Regions from separate parts of the Hordeum vulgare genome. Here region 1 is linked to region 2. A link is a contact called in public Hi-C data. All regions are on one chromosome and are shown on one strand. The core of a region is the stretch at or near the end of the contact, and the rest is flanking DNA. Distances in the headings are between cores, read along the strand shown.

The links. Hi-C and Micro-C count contacts between places; a contact is called where the count stands out from the background.
Region 1: a Hi-C map of leaf shows a contact between it and region 2, with 4 times the contacts expected there. The contact joins the promoter of LOC123398090 here to the promoter of LOC123398061 in region 2. A contact is called at or near these places in 2 of 6 Hi-C or Micro-C datasets (leaf and seedling).

The regions. Positions count from the first base shown.
Region 1 is chr5H:443,934,323-443,937,919 of MorexV3_pseudomolecules_assembly, forward strand. It overlaps LOC123398090 (BTB/POZ domain-containing protein NPY1), which reads left to right and starts at 1,936. Exons shown (of 4, transcript XM_045092596.1): 1 at 1,936-2,557. The coding sequence starts at 2,496.
Region 2 is chr5H:443,364,290-443,367,517 of MorexV3_pseudomolecules_assembly, forward strand. It overlaps LOC123398061, which reads left to right and starts at 1,749. Exons shown (of 3, transcript XM_045092572.1): 1 at 1,749-1,929; 2 at 2,319-2,707; 3 at 2,865-3,228. The coding sequence starts at 1,866.

The DNA.
Region 1 (3,597 bases), core at 686-3,185, 570 kb after region 2:
CAACGACGAGCGTCGACGGCGAGGGCTTGTTGTCTTGGGTGGGAGAGGATGGCGAAAGTGCCATCGACTAGTGGGCCAGGGGGAGGAATAGACGGGCACTGCGCGCGTCTGTTTTGTGTCCGCACCGACGCAAATGAGGCCCAAAATTAGGTCGGGAATGGATTGACCGGCAGACAAAAAGCAGACGCGCATCTGTTTAGATGGTGCGTTGAGCCGAATTTTCTATCCGTACCAACCCAAACAGACGCGGGTGGACAAAATGACCCGGCATCGTTGAAGTAGCTTTTATTTTATAGTTTTTGCAAGTTATACGGGTCGAATTGCTCTAAGCCGAGTATGTACCTGACTCCACCGTCGAACTCAGGAAAGACGTAGCCCTTTCCACGCAGGTGTTCTGGCAGTCCACAAAGTAGCGAGCATCTAGTCATGGATGAATGACTTTTGCAAAGCCCGCAGGGTGGTGATTTGTTTAGCCACAAAGTTAACCGCCCCCCGTCGTTTGACCGGGATGCTCTCCCCCGTTTTAATAACAAAGCAAAAGCCCCCGCGCGATCGACCTGACAGCTGACACCGTCACCCCCCGCGCGCGCGCCCGAAGCACACAAACAGTTGCCTCGTCGTCCCTGTCCGGTTCGCGCACGCCCATTGGACCGCCGCCTCCAAGCCTTTTTCTTAAGGCCTGTTTGGTTGGGGGGATTGGGAAGGTTTTGAAAGGCAGGGATTTTACGGGATTGGGTGAATCCCTTTCTTTCATCCAATCCTCTTAGATTTCCGGGCTTTGCTTTTACTAGTTATTTCAGGAGGGTTTTGAAACACATGGACGTTCGAGGATTTGTAGGGTTTCTGACCCTTTCGGAAATTTTTCTCTCTAAACCTCTCCAATCCTCCTTAACCAAATGAGCCTAACGGAGGGCGCCGGAGCAGGACACATAGGACGGACGGGGCGCGGACACGTATCGTCGGGGCGCGCGGCGGAGCGCAGAGAGAAAGAAAGCGCCGCGTGCGCGCCGGGCGGCCGGCGGAACGGCGAGGGCAGGATCGGAAAGGGCGAGGGGGCGGAAAGGTGGCGGGCGAGCGTGGCGCGCTTCCGCGGTGGGAATGCGTGACAAACCGAGGGCTATGGACGGACGGACGGATCGTCGTGCTGCCCGCCTTTTGTTGATTCTGATGATAAAATTTAACCTAGTGCTGTTCTGATACGGCCGGATGATCCTGCGGTGCGTTTTTTCAAAAGTTTATTTCGCCCGCGGGCGACGCGCCCGACCCCCCCCCCCCCCCCCCCGGTGCTCCTCGCTCAAGCAAAAGTCGGGCTTTTCACCCTTGAAAAGGTCAAGAAAAGACAGAACGATATTGGTTTCACTAACTTTTATTAAGTAGGAAGTACAGTATCTGTTAATACAACAGGGAACGGATATACTCCTACCACCGGGCCTGAGCGCTACTGCAGTAAATGTTGTCACTGGGCATGTTCCGTCTGGGAAGCTGGCGCGCGCCGCACACAGAAAGCGACCTGTGCCGCGCTGCTCCTGCTCCTGCCGCTGTGAAACGCTGCGCGCAGGTTAGATTGTTTGCTGCACCATTCTCTCTTTTCCTTTGTTTTGCATATTTCCTTTTCTACTCCCCACCACACAGCCACACACACACACACGACGGACAGGAGCGCGCCACCCCACCCCACCCGTTTCCCTGTAAAGTTCTGCCGCGCCATCAAAAGACTAAAACGGATAATTAGCCCGGCTAATCCTTTTCGCGATCAAACTGCGAAAAATACTACGCCCTTTTCCTAGCCCCAAAAGTATCGTCGCGCCTGTGCCGCAGCAAAAAGGGCGAGCCGTGTGGTTGGTTGGTTGGTTGGTTTCCATGGTGCGGCGCCAGCAGCAGCCTGGCCTGGGAGCGAGTTTTTAACGTATTTTCACCAGTGCGTCCAAGCGAAGGAAAAGGCTAGAGGGAGGGAGAGAGATACTGCTGCTACGTCCTGGAGAGCCGCACCACGTTGAGTCATTGACATTGCGACGGAGCACGCAGCAGGGAGGCGGCTTTGGCAGTCGCAGAGAGCAGAGCAGAGCGGCCGAGGAGGAGGAGGAGCTCCGTTGATAATAGCGCACCATGATTCACACGCCACGGCATCACCATCATTGCCGCCTCCTCCATATCCCCCTTCTTTAATTGCTGCTGCGTTTAATCCTCCCCCGCACCAACCCAACCGCGCCTCCCCTCTCTCTCTCTCTCTTCCCCTGCTGCCGCTGCGTGCTGCTCTGTAGTCTGCTGGGTGGTTTTTTTCGTCCGTGCTCTGCAGTGCTTCCCGCTGCTTCTCTGCTCTCTCTCTCTCGCGCCGTCCCGGGGTGGCAAGGAAGTGCATGGGAAGAAGGAGAAAGCACCCAGCCGCCTGAGTGAGCGACAGGCAGTGAGTTCCTCTTCTTCTTCCGGGGAGGAAAAGGCAAGGGAGGGAGGGAGCTAGAGGCGGCCGGAGAGGGAGGGAGGAAGGGAAGGAGAAGATGAAGTTCATGAAGCTGGGCTCCAAGCCGGACGCCTTCCAGTCCGGCGGCGCCGACGTCAGGTCAGTGACCCTCTTTCCTTCTTCTCTTCTCCTCCCGTCCATCCCCGTCGTTGCTTCCTTCCCGCTCAAACCGCGGGCGGGTTTTCCCTTCCCATGCGCTGTTGGTTGTCTTACGTTTCTTTCTTGGTCGCGCCGCCGCTTCTCCGGTTCATGGCGGACTGCAGAACCTCTTCTTGTCTATCTCCTTCCTTGTTGCTCTATACTCCATAAGCTAGGCGCGTTACCCCGTCAGACTCTTGCCACCGAAAGAAACCATCGTCTTCTTTCTTCTGTTGGTGCTTCCGCCTTCCGGCGAGGTTCTTGCAAGCTCATTTACTCCTCCCGTTGGAAGAGCAGAGCTTCTAGAATGGCGGTCATTCGGGAACCGCTGTTCTCGCACCACCACGTTCTTATTCCGACATGTCATACTTGTCCAGTAACCATACCAATCTCTCCGTCTCCTTTCGGCTTATTCACGTGGAGCTTTGTGCCTGGCATTGTGCTTGGATCTTGGTTAGTACCAGTAGCCCCCTGTGTCGATTTCTGATGCACCATAAAAATAGTTCTGCTCCAAAACATGGCTGCTTCATTTCGAGTCGTTGCGTGAGTTGACTATCGGTTCTTGGGAAGTGCAGAGTGCTAGGCTGTGCGTGCTGTTTCTATCCCTACCATTTTCTGCTTTGTCCTGTCCCCTCCGCGAGCCTTCTTTTGTTTATGCTTCCTACATGTGTGTGTGCGTGGCTCTCTACCCTTCTCTCAACTGGATCTAGCAGTATGATACTAGTAGTTGTAGAACGGAGTTTTTCCAACTGATCCCTCGAGCTGGCATTCCTTGTTTCTCTCGGGATTAGCTGTTCGTGTCCATCCCATTCTTGTCCTTGTTATACGGTTCAGTTTACAGTGACGGGCAGTCGATCATCCATCCTTGGGCGAGTCTCATTTATTCCATCCTTGGGTGAGTCTCATTTATTTGAAATGTTCTTGCATCTTTTTCCCGGTGTCCGTCAGTGCCGTGGCTGCCTTTCACCTTCATCTAGATTGCTCTGCATCATTTGCTCACC
Region 2 (3,228 bases), core at 499-2,998:
AAATGCCACGGCTATCTAGGGTCTTAGGCTGGAGGTGGAATTCTCCGGAATGACTAAGGGCCTTACTAGGGATCTACTAGACATGCTGGTTTGGTCCATGGAGCAGCTTTCTAACACAAACAAAACATCATGCCAATTCTGGTGAGGGACACGAGGTGTTTGACAAAATGCCAATGGCATCTAGGAGCACTTGCTAGCCACAAGAATTACCATATAGGAGTCTCCTTGGATGCAAAAAAATGTGGTATGGTTAGATTTAGCAACCAAACAACTTCATAATGCAATTATAGCAAAAGTCCATTTCTGAACAAAAACAAGATGATAATGCAACAGGGGTCAAAACAACTCCAATGGGGCTGAAATTTGATACTTAAGGGTTTTATATGGTGTACTATAAGTATAAAAAAATTCAAGGTCATTGGGAAAGAAAATAGTGCGGATGCAGTACAAAATGCCAATCTGGTCCAGAACATAAAACAAGAAGTGGTGCTCAAATTTTTCAAAATACCAATATATATTTTTGCATGAAACTCATTTATATGAATCCCTTGACCACTACAAATTTTGATAGGATTTTTGGAGGCTTTTAATAATAGGTTGTAGTACAAATCTACAATTGGACCAGAAAGAAAAATCAATTAATTTACTTAAACTTTTCAAAACACTTGGCTATATAATTATATAAAATTGATCCAGAAGTATAGTAGGTAATTGTAAAATTTATTGTGGAATTTTTAGAAGAAGTTAACAGGTGGTTGCAGTTTAAAACTGGACCCTTAGGAAATAAAAAAACAGTTTTGAATAAATAGAATTGGAAGATAATATTTATAGAAAGAGCCTTCTCTGCAATAGAAAAATATTTAGTCAACACCCAAGCCACAAGTAATTTTTTAAGAAGCTCTAGCTCATAGATAGAGTTTTTCATAAAAGTAAGAATAGGAAAAGCTCTGAAATCAGAAGAAAACTCAGAAATAAAAAATTTCAGAATAATCCTGGCCAAATTCAATAAATAAAATTGTGTCAAAAAATTTGGGGTGTTACACTACGTGGAAGAAAATGAAGCGTCCGTGAGCCTCTTCGAGGCAAGAGGCCCTCCAGGGTCTTTTAACAGTTGACACCCACAGGACAAAGGGTACTATGAATGACGATGTATGACGGATGAACAATACACAAATTATCAGCAATAGTGACAAAGGGATGGCCTTTTCTTTCGCGTTAGGTTAGATGTGACACCAGAGTTGATTTCGAACAGCCGGGCACAAGCGCGAGCCGAGGCAGCCGGCCTAGGCACGTGCCCCGTCCAGCTCGTCGTCTTGGGACTACCCAAGGATCGTCGCTCCGACAAAACGAGACTAATGAAACAAGAAAAACAAATAATTTTAAGATGGGTCTTATAAACCGAAAAAAAAAGAAGTGTCATTCTTATTCTGCGTATTAGATTTGTATCAAGTCAAATTCAACAAAATTTGTTCAAGCCTATATTAAGAAATATCAACATGTACAAAACGAAATATATATATATATATATATATATATATATATATATATGCACACACACTACGAAACTACATTTCATAATGAATCTAACACTATTGATTTGGTATTATAGTTTTTTCTATAAGTTTGATTAAAATAAAGATACTTTAACTTGGGACAAAACTTATATTATGAAGACTAATAAATACGGAGTACGATACTATACGGGGCCCAAACGCGACCACTCAAAGTTTTGTCTCCCACATTTTGCCTTTGCAACGCCCCTCCTTCTCACGCGCTTCCCCGTGCTCTCCTCGCCGAAACACCCCACCAGTCCCCCCGCCTCTGGCTCCTGTCGCTGCTCTGCTCCCCGGGAGGGACCCACCCCGATGGAGTTCGCCCGCCGCGGCCCAGCCACCGACGACCACCGCTGCCCCGACCCTCCGCCGCACGGTATGTGCCGCCCGCCACCTCTGCCGCGTTAGTACTCCGTAGGAAGCAACTGAACAGAGATGGACTTTACCCTCCTTTTCTCCCGTCTCTGACTGCGACTGTATGCGAAATCCTCTAGACATCAGACGAACGATGGTACTGGGACTGTTCTACTTGATCCGCGCCTTGTAGAAGTGGTAACAGACTAGGTGTGGTTTGATTTGCCCGGGGGTCACAAGATTGAAGATTCTGCCCAGCTTGTCTGTCCTCTCGTCAAAAACAAATGCAACCTGTCGATCCTACTTTATCCGATTCACGGTTCCTCTAGTCAGATGCAGAAAACGTGTTCAAGAAAACAAGAACAATAGGAGTAGGATTCTGCTACTTATCTGGTCCCATCGCTGGTGCAGGAGACGCAATGCTGGTTATGAGGGACGCCCTGCTGTGGCAGCTCCAGAAGGACCGCCTTCGCCAGGAGATCATCATGGCCGAGCTGGCCAAGATAGAGTGCGCCATGGCCCTGCGCTCTGTGTCCGGTCACCACAGCACGCCGATGCCCCGGGACAGCATGCCGCCGCACAGAGGACCCGTCTTCGGCTGGGAAAACTACGCCGACGTGGGTGAGGAAAATGATGTGAAGCTACCAAACAACTGTGGAAGGAAGAGTGCAGAGCCCAGATTTTGGAATCCCGTCACAGAAGATCGCGCGGAAAAATGCTGGAACCCGTGCAAATGCAGGGTTAATTCGGGTGAACATAACCCAGCATTTGATGAACCGAAACTGCAGGATCCCAGTGAGGTGAGCAGCTTGTCCATTGTGTTTACTCGAAATGTTTTCATAAATCTACTTGCTAATGGTGTATTCAAACTGCATTGAAAAATCAGAAGAAACTCTACCTTCCTTGTTTTCAGAAGTACTACATACTAATGGTCTAATCTAACTGCATATCAAACAGAATGTTCCTCCAAATAAAGCGTCGCCTGCGGAGAAGTGGGAACTGACAGGAATAACCATACCAGTTAAGAAGCCGAAGCCACCCATGAGTCCCAGAAAAAGAAAGAAGCCACCCGTGAGATGGAGTTGCCCGGTGTGCCAGGTAGAAGCAAACTCTGCGCAGAAGCATTGTGCTGGGAAGAAGCACCAGTCAAATATAGCAACACTGGAATCAAGCATTAAGGCCATTGGTTATCAGAAGCCACCTTTAGCAGGTTGCAGCATTTGTCAAGTTATGTGTGGCACCGAATCAGATCTTGAGATCCACCTGAAGGGTAAAAGGCACTTAAAGAAGATTCAAGCTTTATTCGAAGAAAGCAATAACA